Linked DNA regions of Ovis aries: region 1 is linked to region 2. A link is a contact called in public Hi-C data. All regions are on one chromosome and are shown on one strand. Each heading gives the region's core, a stretch centred on a gene start, on an enhancer-like site or on the middle of the called end of the contact. The rest is flanking DNA. Distances are from core to core; before and after follow the strand shown. Region 1 holds the start of ASH1L (ASH1 like histone lysine methyltransferase). Region 2 holds the start of CLK2 (CDC like kinase 2).

Region 1 (7,516 bases), core at 3,107-5,606, 270 kb before region 2:
GAATTATATTACTCTGTTTAGAAAAATCCTGCTGCATCCAATTGTGTCAGGCTGAGGTTAAAGAAAATAAACAGTGGGGCCCCATCCCACAACACATCTAAATCTACCCTGGCAGGGTTGGGTAAACCCTCAGGTTTCTCACAAGGGTACTTTTCATGTAACATTCTTCACAGGAAAAATAACATTGTTTCAAGCTTGTAAAAACATCTTTTTTTTTTTTTTTTTTCTTTACTCTGTGAGCCCAAGTTTCCTATCTGTAAAACAAGGGCAAGGACTATAGTAGTGTTTTCCAGACATTTTTCCTTCCTTTGGTAATATAACATTTACCAAGCTAAGAGCAATTTAAAATACCAACATATAAAAAATATACAAGGGCTGTACTGGGAAAAAAAGAAACAAGGAACATCTGCTTTGATGCTCACTTTCTTCCAGCTACTCAAGTACAGAGGAAAACATCCAGGGCTCAAAAAACAAAACAAAACGACCCAGAGCAACCACAATGGCAACAGCTAACATTTACTAAACATTCTTCTGTAGATCAGGCACTGGTCTGAGCGCTTTATGTAAATTAACTCTGTATATTTTCAAAACAATTCTATGACATAAATATTATTATCTCCAACTTACAAAGATAAAGTGGCAAGTATGGCAGAATAGTTAAAAACATGGACTCAAGAATAACTTCTTAAAGAAAAAAGGAATCTAACTTCTAGCATTTGAAATGGGGCTCTCCTACTTAATAGTTGTGTGACCTCAACAAGTTTGTGTTGTCTGTTTCATCATTTCTAAAATGGAGAAAATGGTAGGATTTCCATACAGGATTCTTAAAAGGATTAAATTACTTTAAAAAAAAATGGGTGATTACTATGACCAACTAGTTTCTACCCAAGTTTGCACAGCTACCAAGTAAAACAGTTAGGCTTTGAACCCAGGCAGTGGGGAGTGTACATTCCTACTTTGCTAAAAGGCAATTACCTGAAACATGAGTTAAAAATCATGGTACCCAAACAAAAATTACAGAGTTCTTCCCGTGGTAAATAGAAAATTATTTATGGACTACATATATATATATATATATATATTTACTAATCATATAAGAGTTCGAAGCTCTATATCTTTATAGTATTTACCATAACTTGTTAAGTGTAAAGTTAACCCTGATGATGCTCCAATAGGTTGTATCTTTAGATGTTTGAAACTTTATTTTAAAAGTATACATCAGGATTTCCCTGGTGGTCCAGTGGTTGAGAATCTGCCTTGGGATGTGGGGAATTTGGATTCGATCCCTGGTCAGGGAACTATGATCCCACACATCTTGGGGTAGCCTGTGAGCCGAAACTAGAGAGCCGATGTGCCACAATTAAGACTAGATGAAGCCAAATAAATAAATATTTTTTAAAAAGTGTACACTGAAAAGCTTTTCTTGCTAATCAGCATTCCACCATTCCCTGCTGCAACATCCCGGCAAGGAAGCATTATGAGATAAATGTTTAATTACTTCTATTCTAGTGGGGAAATCTGAGCTCAACTTAGCTAAGACTGCTGCTGTACAGCAATAGCATAGAGCCCAACTGTCTATTTACAGCTTGAGGACTGATGCCAGAAGCAGAGCAGGAGGGAAACACTGGAAATGTAGGCAGTTTTGCTGAGGGCCTCTCACTGTGCTTAAAGAAAAGTTTCAGTTAAATCTTACCCTCTTTAAATTAAACTACAAAACCATCATCCGAGGCAAAGTACTCTGGAGGTAGTTGTGATTGGGCCCCCTTGCTGTGTTTCCTATTGCTGCTGTAACAAATTACCACAAACCTGGTAATAATAATAAAACAACATAAATTTGTTATCTAGAGTTCTGTGGTTTAGAAATCCAAAATCAAAGTGTCAGCAGGACTGTGTTCTTTCTGGGTGCTCTAGCAGAGAATCTGTCTTCTTGGCTTCTCTAGGTTTCAGAGGTTGCCCTTCATCTTCAAAGCCTGCCGGCAGCAGCTGGTCAGGTCTATGCCCTCCTGCATCACTCTGACACTGATTCTTTGGTCTTCCTCTTCCATCTTTCAAGAACTCTTGTAATTGCAGCGGGGTTACCAGATAATTCAAGGTAATCTCCCTATTTTCAGGTTAGTGATTAGTATCCTTAATTTTCTTTTGCCATGGAACATAACACATTTACTGGTTCCAGGGATTACAACACAGACATCTTTGGGGGAACCATTATTCTGTTTTCCATACTTTCTCTGGTTTAAATAATTTAAGGTTCATTCATTCAATAAGGTCATTTTATTGGGCACTTAATATATTTTAGTCTCTGGTAGGCACCGGGCGCATACATAAAAGAATTGAATACTATCTTATCTGTCTCTACTTAACCAGCAATTCATGAAGTGCAGTTACCAGAAGTTAAAGGCAGAGACTATAAGTAACTCTCTTTATATACAAGTGTAGCGGAATTGTATTAGAAGTGTTTTTTCTTTGTAGCATGTGCAATTATGTTACTAAAAAGAAATTTACTATGAAGGCAATGTGATATAGTGAAAAAAGTTACATTTTTAAGAGCCAGGCAAACTAAAGTCTAAAGATAGTTATCTGACTTTTTTGAGCCTCAGGCTTCTTCTCATCTGTAAAATGGGGATAATATGATCTATTTCAAAGTGTTGTTTATTTTAAGGATTAATAGGAAGGCAAGTTCTCCTGGCATAGTATTTCACAAATGTTAATTTTCTTTCCCTTCTAATATTTTCAGTATCTAAAATTCATTTCAAAATTTCCATGATTTGCTTTACACTAAATTACCAAAGAATATAAAAGAAATGTTAGACATAGTCCCTGACAACAAATTTAAAATGCTTTTAGTAGAGAAATACACTTGCGTACATGGCACAATTAAAAAAGATCAACAGCTCCTAAACAGCTCCATGAAAAAGTTTGGACTTAAGGTTAGGAAAAGCAAACATAGAGTGAGGTAACTGAGGCGAATTTCCCTTAAAAAAAAAAAAAAAAGCAAGCAAACAAAACCAGACTCACATATTGAAATACAGTAAGGAGGAAATTTAGGAGTGTCTAATTTTAGACCTTGAATGGCCTTTGAGATTAATCTAGTATAGTGATTTTCAAACTATTGCCTAGAAGTCCACAGATGTGAAGTAAAAGGGAAACCTAAGTGGATCCCTTGCCTCATTTATTCGGCTTTGCCTACAAGGTGAAACAAAAGATTACTAGAAGACAGCTTTGGAATTATCTGTGGCTTTTAATAGTCCATAATTCTTTTGAATTCAATCAAGAAAAAGTAAATGTTCATGCAGAGTTTTGAGACACAAGTATCAGTAACTATGGAAATCTGATAGACCTAGATTTGCATTGTTTTATTTACGATTTGGAAGAATAGGACACAAACTACCAATTACATCCACAAACCTTATCAACATCACCGTGAACGATAACATAACAGTGCACTTCCCCTGTACCTAGGAGTTAATTTGACTCTACACGTACATCGCACATCAACCCTGAAGGCAGATTAGCGGCTCACTAATTTCTATGCTCAATTTTTCGTTTCTTGTTGATAAAGAACTAAGAAAAATAACTTTCTGAAGGACACACAAGACACGGCAGATGGAGTCCAGACCTGAACTTGATATATATGGTATCTTTATTCCCTAGCCAGGCTGCCTAATGAGGTTGAAAATGTATCATCCATTCATCATCCATCCAAGAAGAATGCGTAAAAATGCACAAAAACATCATCGCATATAAACAGTAGTGTGAAATTCGAGAAATTTAAGCTGGGTTTTAAAAAAAAGAAAAGGAAAAAGTCGACCACTGAGTGGGTTCTTTCCTGAGTCCTAGGTCCGCAACACAGAGCCCAAAGGGAAGCCCCCTAAGGAGGGTCGCCGGCCCTACTGGTCTCACTCCCTACCTCATGGAGGTTCGGAGTCCCGCTCCTTTCCCTCATGGGTACAACCCCCATGCCGGTCCATTTCCTCACCGAGTCAGAAACCAGCTCTCCCCGCCCGGCAAACGGCAGACACTGTCAAGCGCTGTCTCCACGCCGCGCGTCCCGCAGCGGAGAAGCAAGCTCGGGTCGTAAGGCAGGAAGCTGCTCAATGCGCAGCCGCCGCGGCCTCCAACCACCCGCCAGCGGAGGGGCGCTAGGCCGCCCTCGACCCGCTCGCCGCGGCCAGGGCGAGGCCAGCAAAGGAAGCTGCGGCGCCAGGGCGCCGCGGCCAGCGAGGTAAATAGCCACAGGTTTCTCTCCGTCACTCGCGGTCATTCGTGTCCTGACGGCAAGCTCTGCCCACTGCGCCTGTCGCTTTCTCCCCCGCTTCTGCGGCCGACGGGAATGGAACAGTCCCGCGGGGGGGATTGTGGGAGGCGCACGCGTGAGGGGTGGAGGGTATGTCGGGGGGGCCGGAGGAGGAGGAGGCCGCGGCGGCCGTGGCGGCGGTTGGTGGCAGTGGGGGCGGGGAAGGGGGGGAGGAGAGGAGAGGAGGTGGAGGAGGAGGCTTGGGCTCGCGCTGCTGAAGGTACGCGTGAGGGCCCGCGCCAGAGCTGGCTTGACAGGGGCCGAGGGGAAGGGGAGGACTGTGCCACAAGGCGCCCCAGAGGGAGTGCGTGCTGGCTGGCGGGCGCGCGAGGCGGCCGAAGGCGGTGGTTGGTGGGAGCAGCGAGCGACGAGCCCAGATACACTCTGGCGCGTGCGGGCGGGCGTGCGCGCTCCGCCGCCCGAGTCGGCTGAGGGGGGAGGACGAAGGGGGAAAACGCGAGGAGGGAGGAGTGGGAGGTGGGGGGGCACGAGGCGCCCTTCGCTCCCTCCCTCCCAAGGAGCTGCCGCCGCCGCCGCTCTGCCGCCGCCGCTCCCGCCGCCATTTTGGGTTCGCTTTGCGGAGGGGGAGAAGATCCCCGTCTCGGTTGCGGGACCCGCCTCCCCTCAGTTTCCCCCGCTTAGCCCCACGCCTTTCCCCTCTCCTCTCTCGCATTTCCGCCAGTCCGCTCACCCGCTGGCCGCCTCCTGACAAGCGGGAGGGATCCGCTGTGGACCAAGGGAAGCGGAGGAGCCTGGTGGCGGCCGCCCCCTCTTCCCCACTTCCCTGCACTCTCATCTCCCTCGGCCTCGGCCTCTGACACGGTGAGTAGAACCGTCTGGGGAGGCCTTTGGGCCTAAGTACTTCCTCAGCGACCCAGCCCCTGGCTTCCTGGGAGCTACTGTCATCTCCCGGACCTGGACCTCCGGGAGAGCGGTGGTAAGGATGGGGGAGGGGAGGGGAGGGCAGGGGATCCTGCGCTTACCGGGAAGTCCCTCCTGGCGGGGGTGCAGGGGTGTCCCTGACAGGCGGGCTCCTGCTGGGGGAGGGGGCGGGAAAGTAAGCGAGTGGAGGCGGAGTCGGCTGTGCCCCTGACAGGTTAGTTTGTATCTTGTGGAGGAAGGATTGGAGCATCCCCCATAGTCCTGTTTGTTTCGTGGAAGGGATAAAAGTGGCAGGAGGGAAGATTTTCCGTACGGCCAGATCTGTGGTGTCTCTGACATGCTGAACTGTATGTAGGGACGACAGAATGATCTCAGTTCCGCAAGTTTAATAAATGTTACTCGTGGCTTTGGGCATTGAAAGACATGTTTTTGGTCTAGAAGACAGATGGTCTGTTGGTGTATAGCGGCTGTGTTTGTGTGAGTATACAAGGAAGGAAAGTGTTCCGGAAGAGTTTGCTTGTATTTTTACAAGTGTAATGGAGTTCCCCTTATACTAGCTTATTTTTAAAATAAAGCTTGGGATGTTCCTTGCTGGTTGATGTGTTTGTGTATTTCAGGGTTTGGGATTGCCTTAATACTTACTTGGAAAGAGAAGTCATGGTAGTATTTTGGAAATATAGCATGTAAGTGGTGGGGTCCAGAATAGGAGAAACTTATCATAGTCAGCTATTCTTAAGAATAGTTTGTTGCTCAGAATAGGGTGAATTGTTTAGATGTAAAGGCCCAGAACATCTTTACTTGAACAATGTACTGTGAGTGTATAAAGAATGGATGGAGTTTTTGTTGACCTGAGTTTGTATTAACACTTCGTAATAGAATAAAGCTTTTATATTGTTCAGAATGCTCTGTTTGTAATCATAAATAAATCTCTGTGGAAATGGTAGGATGAATGTTTTCTCCCATTTACAAAATAGGAAATTGAGGCATGAAGACATCATTTTTTCAAGGTCATTTGTTAAATTGGTGACAAATTTGGGACTGTAATAGATACTTTTGACTCCTAGTCCAGTAGTATAGTCATCATATCATGACATCTCAGGAGATCTTTGTCAGGCAAATCTGAGTTTATTGGAAAGATAAGGGCATATTGAATGGTATTTGGTAGAGATCAGTTGTGTCAGACAGAACATAGGTTGTCTTTGCCAGGTTGGCCTGTGAGAGATGGGTATTCCATGAGGATATTACTTTTTGTTTATGGAGGAAGCAGAGCATTTCTAACACTTGAGTTTGTGTATTTGAGGGAGGGATATTTAACTGGTAACATAGAAGCAGGGTGGGGGCTGACAGCTTAACTTTAAGGGATAAAGGATCTTCTTTCATTCATTCAACAAATATTTACTGAGTAACTACTCAATAAATGGTCCCTGCCTTGGGGTGAGAAAAATCAAGGTGACCCTGTTGAAGCAGCTCGGGTACATTTGTCTTGACAGTGGTAAATACTGAGACAGTGATACATATTGAGTCAGGTGAGGTAGACAGGTCAGTGTGGAGTTGAAACTCAAAAACCTTCCTCAAAAGTGTACTCAGTTTGGAGGGAATTTAGATCTTCCAGATGTTTCACTGTGGAAGCATACAAGTGTATTTAAGCATCTAATAGGGTGCCCAGTTTGTGGTAGAGTGTGCTGCCTTTTGCATTTTCTTTGGGCATTTCCCAGTAAACTGTTTTGGGGATCTGGAATTGTCAATATATGTGCCTGTGAATATTGGAACTTTTTGGCCGCGCTGAAGAAATTCTTCGAAAGACTAATTTTGTAGTAAGGATCCCCTTCTCTGAACATGAGAGAAGTATACTTGAATTAAGGCAACTTAACTGTATTTCTCCGGAAAATAGAGTGTTCTTGATTTGCTGGATTAGTGGTTCTTAGAAGTTTTTTGGGGGGGTCCACTTATTTTTCTGAGAATGTGATGAAAAAACCCTCACTGTAGAAAATGATGGGCATGAGCACAATCACACAAATTATGCATACAGTTTTTAGAAACTTAAATTGTAATGAAGTAGAGCCAATTTATATTTAAGTCTCATTTAAAAGTCTTTTTTTAAAAATAGTTTTGTTTGGGAGTGGAGATGTTGGTATGAGTTTAAGATGAAAGATTTTTTGACAGTGAGCATGCTGACAGTAAGGAGAACTTTAAGATCTTTTTTATTCTGTTTATTTTGTTTTCTGTTCTTTGCAGATTGATTTCTACAGTGTTAAAACATGATTCTAACTAGGTGATCAGAGAATGTGATATAACACAAATGTTTATAGATTTATTCTTTCTCATAATTATTCATATTCT
Region 2 (7,689 bases), core at 1,862-4,361:
TCCAACCCAGGGGTCGCCCCGTCGTTGGCCCCAGTCGTGGGCCGCTGCTCCGCCTCCATGACGCCCGTCAGCTTACACGTTTGGCCTCCTAGACCCTGCTGCGGCCATTCGGGACCTCCCGACCCCTCCCGGAGTCGGAGCGGGAGCAGCCGGGCGGGCTCGGAGCGGAGGCGTAGTCGGCTGGGAACTGCCAGAGAGCCGGGCGGAGGGGGTGTGTGCGACAGACTCCTCAGAGGGCGGCGGGCGGGTCGCGCTGCGCCCCCTGGCGACAGCTGCACGGAGGCTGGGCAGGGCGGGCGGAGGCGGGGTCGACCGAGAGCCATCTCGGAAAGAGGCGGGACCAATGTAGTCCGTAACGAGAGGGACACTGAAGTAGGCGTGGCTTAGCCAATATGGGCCGTCCTCCAAGTATAGGAAGAGAAGGAGGGGAAACGCTGCCGGAGCCAACAGAGAGGGTGTGGTCTAGGGCTGAAGGGCTTTTATCCACTGAGCGCCAGGGAGGCGGAGCCTCCCGCAACTGGCGGGAAAACCGGACGCTGGCTGTAGCTCGTGCGGCTTGCGAGGGCGAGAAATTGGGAAGAGATGGGGAATGCCTTTTGAGCTTCCTCTTATCCACTCTCCCTTACGGACTTCCTGCATTTCACTTTTTTCCTCGCAACACTCTCCTAGACATACTCGTTTCCTCTGACTTCTTCATATTGCTCCTTCTAGTATTTCATTTCCAAACTCATCTGCCAGCCCTCACCAAGAGCAACTCTGCCAGTCACTGAGTGGACGCTGAGGATGAACACAAAGTCCTGTCCATAAAGCCAGCGCTCGTCTATGCTTGCAGACAAGACAGGTAAATTACAGTGCTATGTGATGGAAAGGGCTATAAATTCTCTTTTGGGGGGGGCGGGGCGCTGTGCTGGGCAGCTTGCAGGATCTTGGTTCCCTGACCAGGGACTGAACTTGGGCCTTTGGCAGTGAAGGTGCAAAGTCCTAACCACTGGATTGGCAGGGAATTCCCTAAAAGTTCTTAAATATCTCAGATTCTTCCCCTTATCTCCACTTCTTATTATCACTGCCTTATTTCAAGCGCTCAGAATTTGTTCACCTAGATTATTTCAGATGCCCCTTAAGGGGTCTCCAAACTCTCTCAGGGCAATTAGTTTTCCAGAGTTACCTTAGTCTGCCAGAGTTACCTTCCTAAATCCAAATGTAGCTTTATCACTTGCTTGATGTCCTTCAAACTTCCCCATCTTCTATGGGATTACAGTTAAACTCCTTAGAATGACATACAAGGCCCTGTAAAATCTGAACCTAGTTTTAACAACCTCTCTTCTGATAGTTCCTCTCTTGAAAGCCAGGACTCCAATTCTGTTTAAATGCTTCGTTCTGCTTTGTCTCTAGACCTTTGTATTTTCTCTGCCCGGTCTTCTCCAATTCACTTTTCAACAGTTGGTTCAGATGTCATCTCCTCTAGGAAACCTAGACATGCATTTATAACTCTTTTTTCCCTCAAGCTAGGGTCTAGTCTACAGCTTTCCTACAGTGACCAGGACACCACTGTTCATAACAGCTCTTGTCACAAGGCTGCCGTTATTTTATGGAAGAGAGGTCTTTCTCTTCCATTAGACTATGGAGCTCTGAAGAACAAGAGGGTTACACCTGACACAATGCTGAACACAAAGTGGACACTTAGTAAATGGTTGTTGCATGAATAAGGGAAAGTGTTCATGGAAGAGGAAGTGAACTACACTTCCTCCTCACCTCTTAATTATCCTTCCTCATCTATTTTCGGAACTTTTTCTAAACTATTTCTGGCCAACTGATGTAAGCTCCATCTGATTATCTTCCATCCTGGCCCCCCTCTGATATTTCTTTACTTGAATATAGTTATCCTCAGGTTATTTTTTTCATTTCCCTTATTATTACTCAATTCCTTCTATAGCGTCTTTAACTCACCTAGTTTTTCTCAACGCCTCCTTCTTTTTCCTTATTTTTTAATTCAGTAAATTTACACTTCTCATATATTATGTGTAAGTATCTAACATAAAGTTCTCAAATTTTCCCTTCTTTGGCACTTGATTCTCCATCACCCCATTTTTCAAACCTTACCTCCAAGGCAATGCCCCGCCCCTCTCCCAAAAGTGCATAGCTTTTGTTCAAGAGGAAAGGTGGGAGCCCTCTTTGCTGTGGTTAGATTGCCGAACTGCTTTTTAAGAACTGAATATTTAGAGGCTAAGCTCGCGAATCACACCGCATCACAAGCCTCAAAAGGTTAGCAGAGTGGCGACATCCCTTCTTTTCAACCTTCAAACCTAACAAAACAAGACACAGAAGTCTCATGAAATAGGTAAAAGGTTGAGGAAAACTACGGAAGGACACACCACCTACATTAAAAGACGCTTACTCCTGGGAAGGAAAGTTATGACCAACCTAGATAGCATATTCAAAAGCAGAGACATTACTTTGCCAACAAAGTTTCGTCTATCAAGGGTATGGTTTTTCCAGTGGTCATGTATGAATATGAGAGTTGGACTGTGAAGAAAGCTGAACGCCGAAGAATTGATGCCTTTGACCTGTGGTGTTGGAGAAGACTTTTGAGAGCCCCTTGGACTGCAAGGAAATCCAACCAGTCCATCCTAAAGGAGATCGGTCCTGGGTGTTCATTGGAAGGACTGATGCTAAAGCTGAAACGCCAATACTCTGGCCACCTCATGCGTAGAGTTGACTCATTGGAAAAGACCTTGATGCTGGGAGGGATTGGGGGCCGGAGAAGGGGACGACAGAGGATGAGATGGCTGGATGGCATCACTGACTCGATGGACTTGAGTCTGAGTGAACTCCGGGAGTTGGTGATGGACAGGGAGGCCTGGCGTGCTGCGATTCATGGGGTCGCAAAGAGTCGGACACGACTGAGCGACTGAACTGAACGGAAGGACATTAGGTGGGGCAGCTCTGCCCGGTAATCCCCGGCGACTCTCTCCCCGCCCCATGAACTTCCGCCCCCAGTAGCTCCTCTGCTCCAACCGGCCGACCGCAGCGAGCTACGCGAGGACGCGCAGGCGTGCGCGGTCCTGGGGGGGCGGAGCCCAGGGGTAGCTGGGAAGCGACGCAGGACGTGCGTACGTGCTCGCTCGCGGTGGCGGCGGCGGATCGGAGAGGCCAGAGCCGGAGACCGAGCTGGGATCGGGCCCCGGGCGGGGGCGGTGCGAGCGGCGCCAAGCGAATCCTGGGGGCGGGGACGGAGCCGGGGCGGGAGGGACTGGAGCGGAGCCCGGGAACTAGGCGGGAGGTCCCAGGGTCTCGGGTTGGGGGGGTGGAGCCGCACTTCGTCGCCGCGGGGGTGCCGGGACTCCGGCCGCAGTGCCGCCGCCATCACGGACTTCCTGTGGGACAAGCGCACGGGCCTCGCCGCCAGAACGGTGAGCGCGCGGGCTGGCGGGCCGCGGGGCCGCGCGGAAAGATGGCGGCGACTGTGGGGCGGGCGGAGAGAAGATTGGATTGGGGGCAAGGGGCCCGGGCGAGATTAGGAGAGGGGCTGAAAAGCCCCATTCTAGAGCCCCATTTCTAGGGGTTGAAACCTGGAAAGTGGCAGAGGTGCAGTGTAGGAAGATGAGGTGGAAGGTCGACCTGCCTTAGATGTATTTTGGGAAAACCAGTAGGGAAGTTAGGAGAGATCAAAGTAGGAGAAGGAGTGATGGAGTGCGAATAGGAGTGGTTTCAGAGATGAGAAAGAACAGAATATCAAAGTTGGACCAGAGAACCGTCGTGTCCGTTGGAGGATATGGAGAGAGTTTGACTTCAGGAGTGAGTTCTGGATTTTCTAAGTGAGAAAGGGAAAAAAATAGATAAAGAAGTTGAGAAAGGTTGTAGGCTGGAGATCCTTGGGGGATGGGGAGAAGGGAAGCCTGTGAGGAGCTTTGGTGGCCGTGTGTATTTGGTAAGATTGACATTTGTGTGGCTGTGCTAAGCACAGTTGGATTACTTGGGAGAATAGTGTGTTTGCATCTTCTTGGTTGTCTTAAGCACTGTAGGGCCAAGAATGAATCGAATACCACCCGCCTCCTCAATTTGAGAAGTAGCTCAAAATGGGAGCCAGATGTTGGAGTCTCTTAAGCCTTTTCTGCACCTAATGCTGCCACCCCAACCCACCCAACAAGACTTCTCTCCCTGCTATCTTTGGATCTATCTCATTCTGTCCTAGTCTCATCTTCCCTGATTGTGACTGATTTCTTTCTGATTCTTTCCTTGAAGGAAAAAAAGTTTGTGCATCATGCCATTTCAATCCAATCACTGAAAGCTGGCCAACTTAGTTTACTGATGCTGATATTAATTAAAAATCAGTTATTCTGTACATAGTAAGCACAAAAGAGGGGAGGCTGGATGTGAAGCTGACTGCAGCCTGGAGCCTCGTGTATTGTATTAAAACTATGGGAGATTTGGCCAGTGATGTGAGAAATGATTAAGATAGTTCAAAGGGCCAGACCCAAATTCCTGAAACTTACGTTTGGTTTATACAACTGTACCTGGAAACCTGGGAAACTGGATGCCTGCCCTCAGGACATGGATGGCCTATTTGGGGAGATAATCTACACTTTGAGTAATTGTAAAACATTTGTGATAATATTGTGTAGTAAATCATTATTCTCTTTGAATTGTGAGGAACTCAGAATGCCTCAGATCTACCCTAGATACCAGCCAAGGATGAATTGTTGCAGTCTTCATGAGTTGCACAGTCTCACCTGTAATGTGAGCTGTGGCGCAGACCTGAGTGTCTTCAGGAGACCCCCTGTTTGAGGAAAATCAGAACAGAGCAATGAGCTGAGTAGGAGGAAGATTCCTTAAGTTTTCAACCAGAGTTAGTACACTTCTCTATCAAGGAGAAATTGTAAGCCCAGAGGAAGACTGAGGAGTTGTGAATGGTTTAAAAAAAAAAGAAAAGTAGAAATTGAAGAGCAGAAAACAGCATTTCTAGGGCAGCCAGTTCTTGGAGGGGATTTCTGAAAACTCAGATCCTGCCCCTACTATTTCTCCTTTCCCTTTCCTTACAGATGCCTCATCCTCGAAGGTACCACTCTTCAGAGAGAGGCAGCAGGGGGAGTTACCATGAGCACTATCGGAGCCGAAAGCATAAGCGACGAAGAAGCCGCTCCTGGTCAAGCAGCAGTGACCGTACACGGCGGCGCCGACGGGAAGATAGTTACCATGTCCGTTCCCGGAGGTGAGGCTTCAGGAAGAAAAACTCAAATTAGACCCACTCACTTATTTGTTTATTCAACAAAGATTTATCAGTTTCAACCTAAGTAGCTAATATAATGTGATGCTCAAAATGGGTATCAATTTAACCCATTTACACTGTGGTGTTGAGTGTTATCATAGAGGAAGTATGTTTGAAAGGGGCTAAGGAAGCCTCCAACAGGTTTGATTGCAGGGGGGCAAGATACATAGATCAGGGAAAACTTCCCAGAGAACGTGGCATCTAAGCTTGTCTGAATGACAAGAGAAGTGTTGTAGGCAAAGGGAAAACTAATGCAAAGGACTAGGAACTTGAGATGGCTTATCAGTTAATAGATAAAACAGAGTTCAGTCTCCATGGTTTTAATAAGTCAGCCGCATGTTCAGTGGAAGGGATGGGTTAAGGATAGTTTGGAGCAAAGCTGCATGTCAGTCAGAAATGGCTTGAGAGAGAAGCAACTCTTCATGCCATTACATCTCTGGAAGGGAGGAGGAGGCCCTCAGGGGGAGTTGTCCTGCAGGTGTCTTTTTAGAGGTTATGGTGATGTGCAGATGTGGGGGTCCTCCTCTGTGCATAGTTATTTCACGGCCCTGGCTCTTGCTCCTCTCAGAGTGGTTTGAGTGTGTGATAACTACTTTTCTCATGTTACTCCTTTTCCTCAGTGCAGGGGGACCTTGTTATATGGTATGGCAAGGACTGTGACCTGAACAGATGCACCTAATTAGGGTGTTTGTTGTCCAACAGCAGCTATGACGATCGTTCATCCGACCGGAGGGCGTATGACCGGCGATACTGTGGCAGCTACAGGCGCAATGACTACAGCCGAGATCGGGGAGAAGCCTACTATGACACAGACTACCGGCATTCCTACGAGTACCATCGGGAGAACAGCAGTTACCGCAGCCAGCGCAGCAGCCGTAGGAAGCACCGACGGCGGAGGCGGCGCAGCCGGACGTTCAGCCGTTCCTCTTCGGTGAGTGCTAGCCCAGGCCCTTCCTCTCCCCACTCTTCTTCAGCCCTCTGGGACCCCGGTAAGTGAGAAACATTGGGACGTGAACACTGAGGTATTCGCTTGGAAGCTCTCCAGCTCTTGGAGGGCCCTGAATCTGCTTCGGAGGTGAATGGGCACAGAGCATTTGTGAACCCCCGTGCCCTCCCTGGCATGCTGGGCTTATTGTGTTGGGAGCAGCTCTTCCACCCCCAGAGGCCTCCATTTTCTAATGGGGACCTTGCTTGTGAACAGCCTTTCTCCCCCAAGCCCTGGACTCTGGCCCCCTCAGCAGGTGGGCTTGGGTGGGAGCAAGGGGAGACCTGTGCCTGCCTGGAAGAGCACCGTGTAGAGCATGGGGTTGTGGGTGACATTGGCAACAACACCACTTCTCCGCTCTGCCCGTGCCTCTCCCCGTTCCCATTTTGGGTTTGGGGACTTGGGATTGCGCGCCGCTCTCTCTTCTCACCCCGATCCGCCTTACTGCATCTGACGTGTTCCCTTCCACTGTCCCCCATCATTGTCTGTCCCCCCTGGCTGGGCGCCTGTGACCGGTGACCCCTCCACCACCCACCCCGCCTCCCTCCGGCCCCCGCTCCGACACCTGGCTTGCTCCGACCCCCCCCGCCCCCCGACAGCAGCACAGCAGCCGGAGAGCCAAGAGTGTAGAGGACGACGCTGAGGGCCACCTCATCTACCACGTCGGGGACTGGCTACAAGAGCGATGTACAAGCCAAATCGTAACAATCCTATAGCCTGTAATGGTCCCATAGCCATCCTAACGTCCTGAGCCAACCCAAGCCACAGCCTCTTTTGCCTTTTCTCAGTGGTGTTGTTTATCTGGGTGGTTTGAGTTGCTGTTGAGAATTGACCTCTGCTGTCCACTCCCAGCTCTCATGGCCCCTGGGTTAAAGGTGGTGGGAATCACGCAGGGGTTTTCTTCCCCTGTGACCATCTGTATCTGTTCCCCCTTCCTTCATCTCCTCACCCCAGACTGCTGTGCCCTTTTTTCTTCAAACTGAACTCATTCCCCACCCTTTCTCCCCCCCCCTTCTCCCCCACCCTGCTTTTTTCATTTCAGATGAAATTGTCAGCACCTTGGGAGAGGGGACCTTCGGCCGAGTTGTACAGTGTGTTGACCATCGCAGGTAAATGTCAGCCCACTCCAGACTCCACACCTGTTAGCCATAAAGAGGTAGTGAGGGTTATCTGAGGCTTTTTTTCGTTAATGAGCCAAAGATAGGATTTCTTAATCCCCAGGCAGCCCTGTTCCTTCTGAGATATTCTTGAGATTCCAGCAAAAGCCTTTCCTGCCATCCTGTAGGGGTGGGGCTCGGGTTGCCCTGAAGATCATTAAAAATGTGGAAAAGTACAAGGAAGCAGCTCGACTAGAAATCAATGTGCTGGAGAAAATCAATGAGAAGGACCCTGACAACAAGAAGTAAGCGCTGCTGGAGTATGTGGGGCGTCTGAGAGG

Evidence for each region. A called contact is a pair of places that touch in the nucleus more often than the background predicts.
Region 1: a Hi-C map of liver shows a contact between it and region 2, with 2.4 times the contacts expected there. The contact joins the promoter of ASH1L here to the promoter of CLK2 in region 2. A contact is called at or near these places in 2 of 16 Hi-C or Micro-C datasets (liver and muscle).

Annotation. Positions count from the first base shown.
Region 1 is chr1:105,708,967-105,716,482 of ARS-UI_Ramb_v3.0, reverse strand. ASH1L (ASH1 like histone lysine methyltransferase) reads left to right here and starts at 4,356. Exons shown (of 28, transcript XM_060414916.1): 1 at 4,356-4,514; 2 at 4,977-5,116. It overlaps DAP3 (death associated protein 3), which reads right to left. Exons shown (of 11, transcript XM_060415012.1): 1 at 5,278-7,516. The coding sequence starts at 5,426.
Region 2 is chr1:105,440,466-105,448,154 of ARS-UI_Ramb_v3.0, reverse strand. It overlaps CLK2 (CDC like kinase 2), which reads left to right and starts at 3,111. Exons shown (of 13, transcript XM_027976108.3): 1 at 3,111-3,410; 2 at 5,040-5,209; 3 at 5,972-6,197; 4 at 6,854-6,938; 5 at 7,294-7,360; 6 at 7,537-7,653. The coding sequence starts at 5,040. It overlaps HCN3 (hyperpolarization activated cyclic nucleotide gated potassium channel 3), which reads right to left and starts at 217. Exons shown (of 8, transcript XM_042255149.1): 1 at 1-217. The coding sequence starts at 59.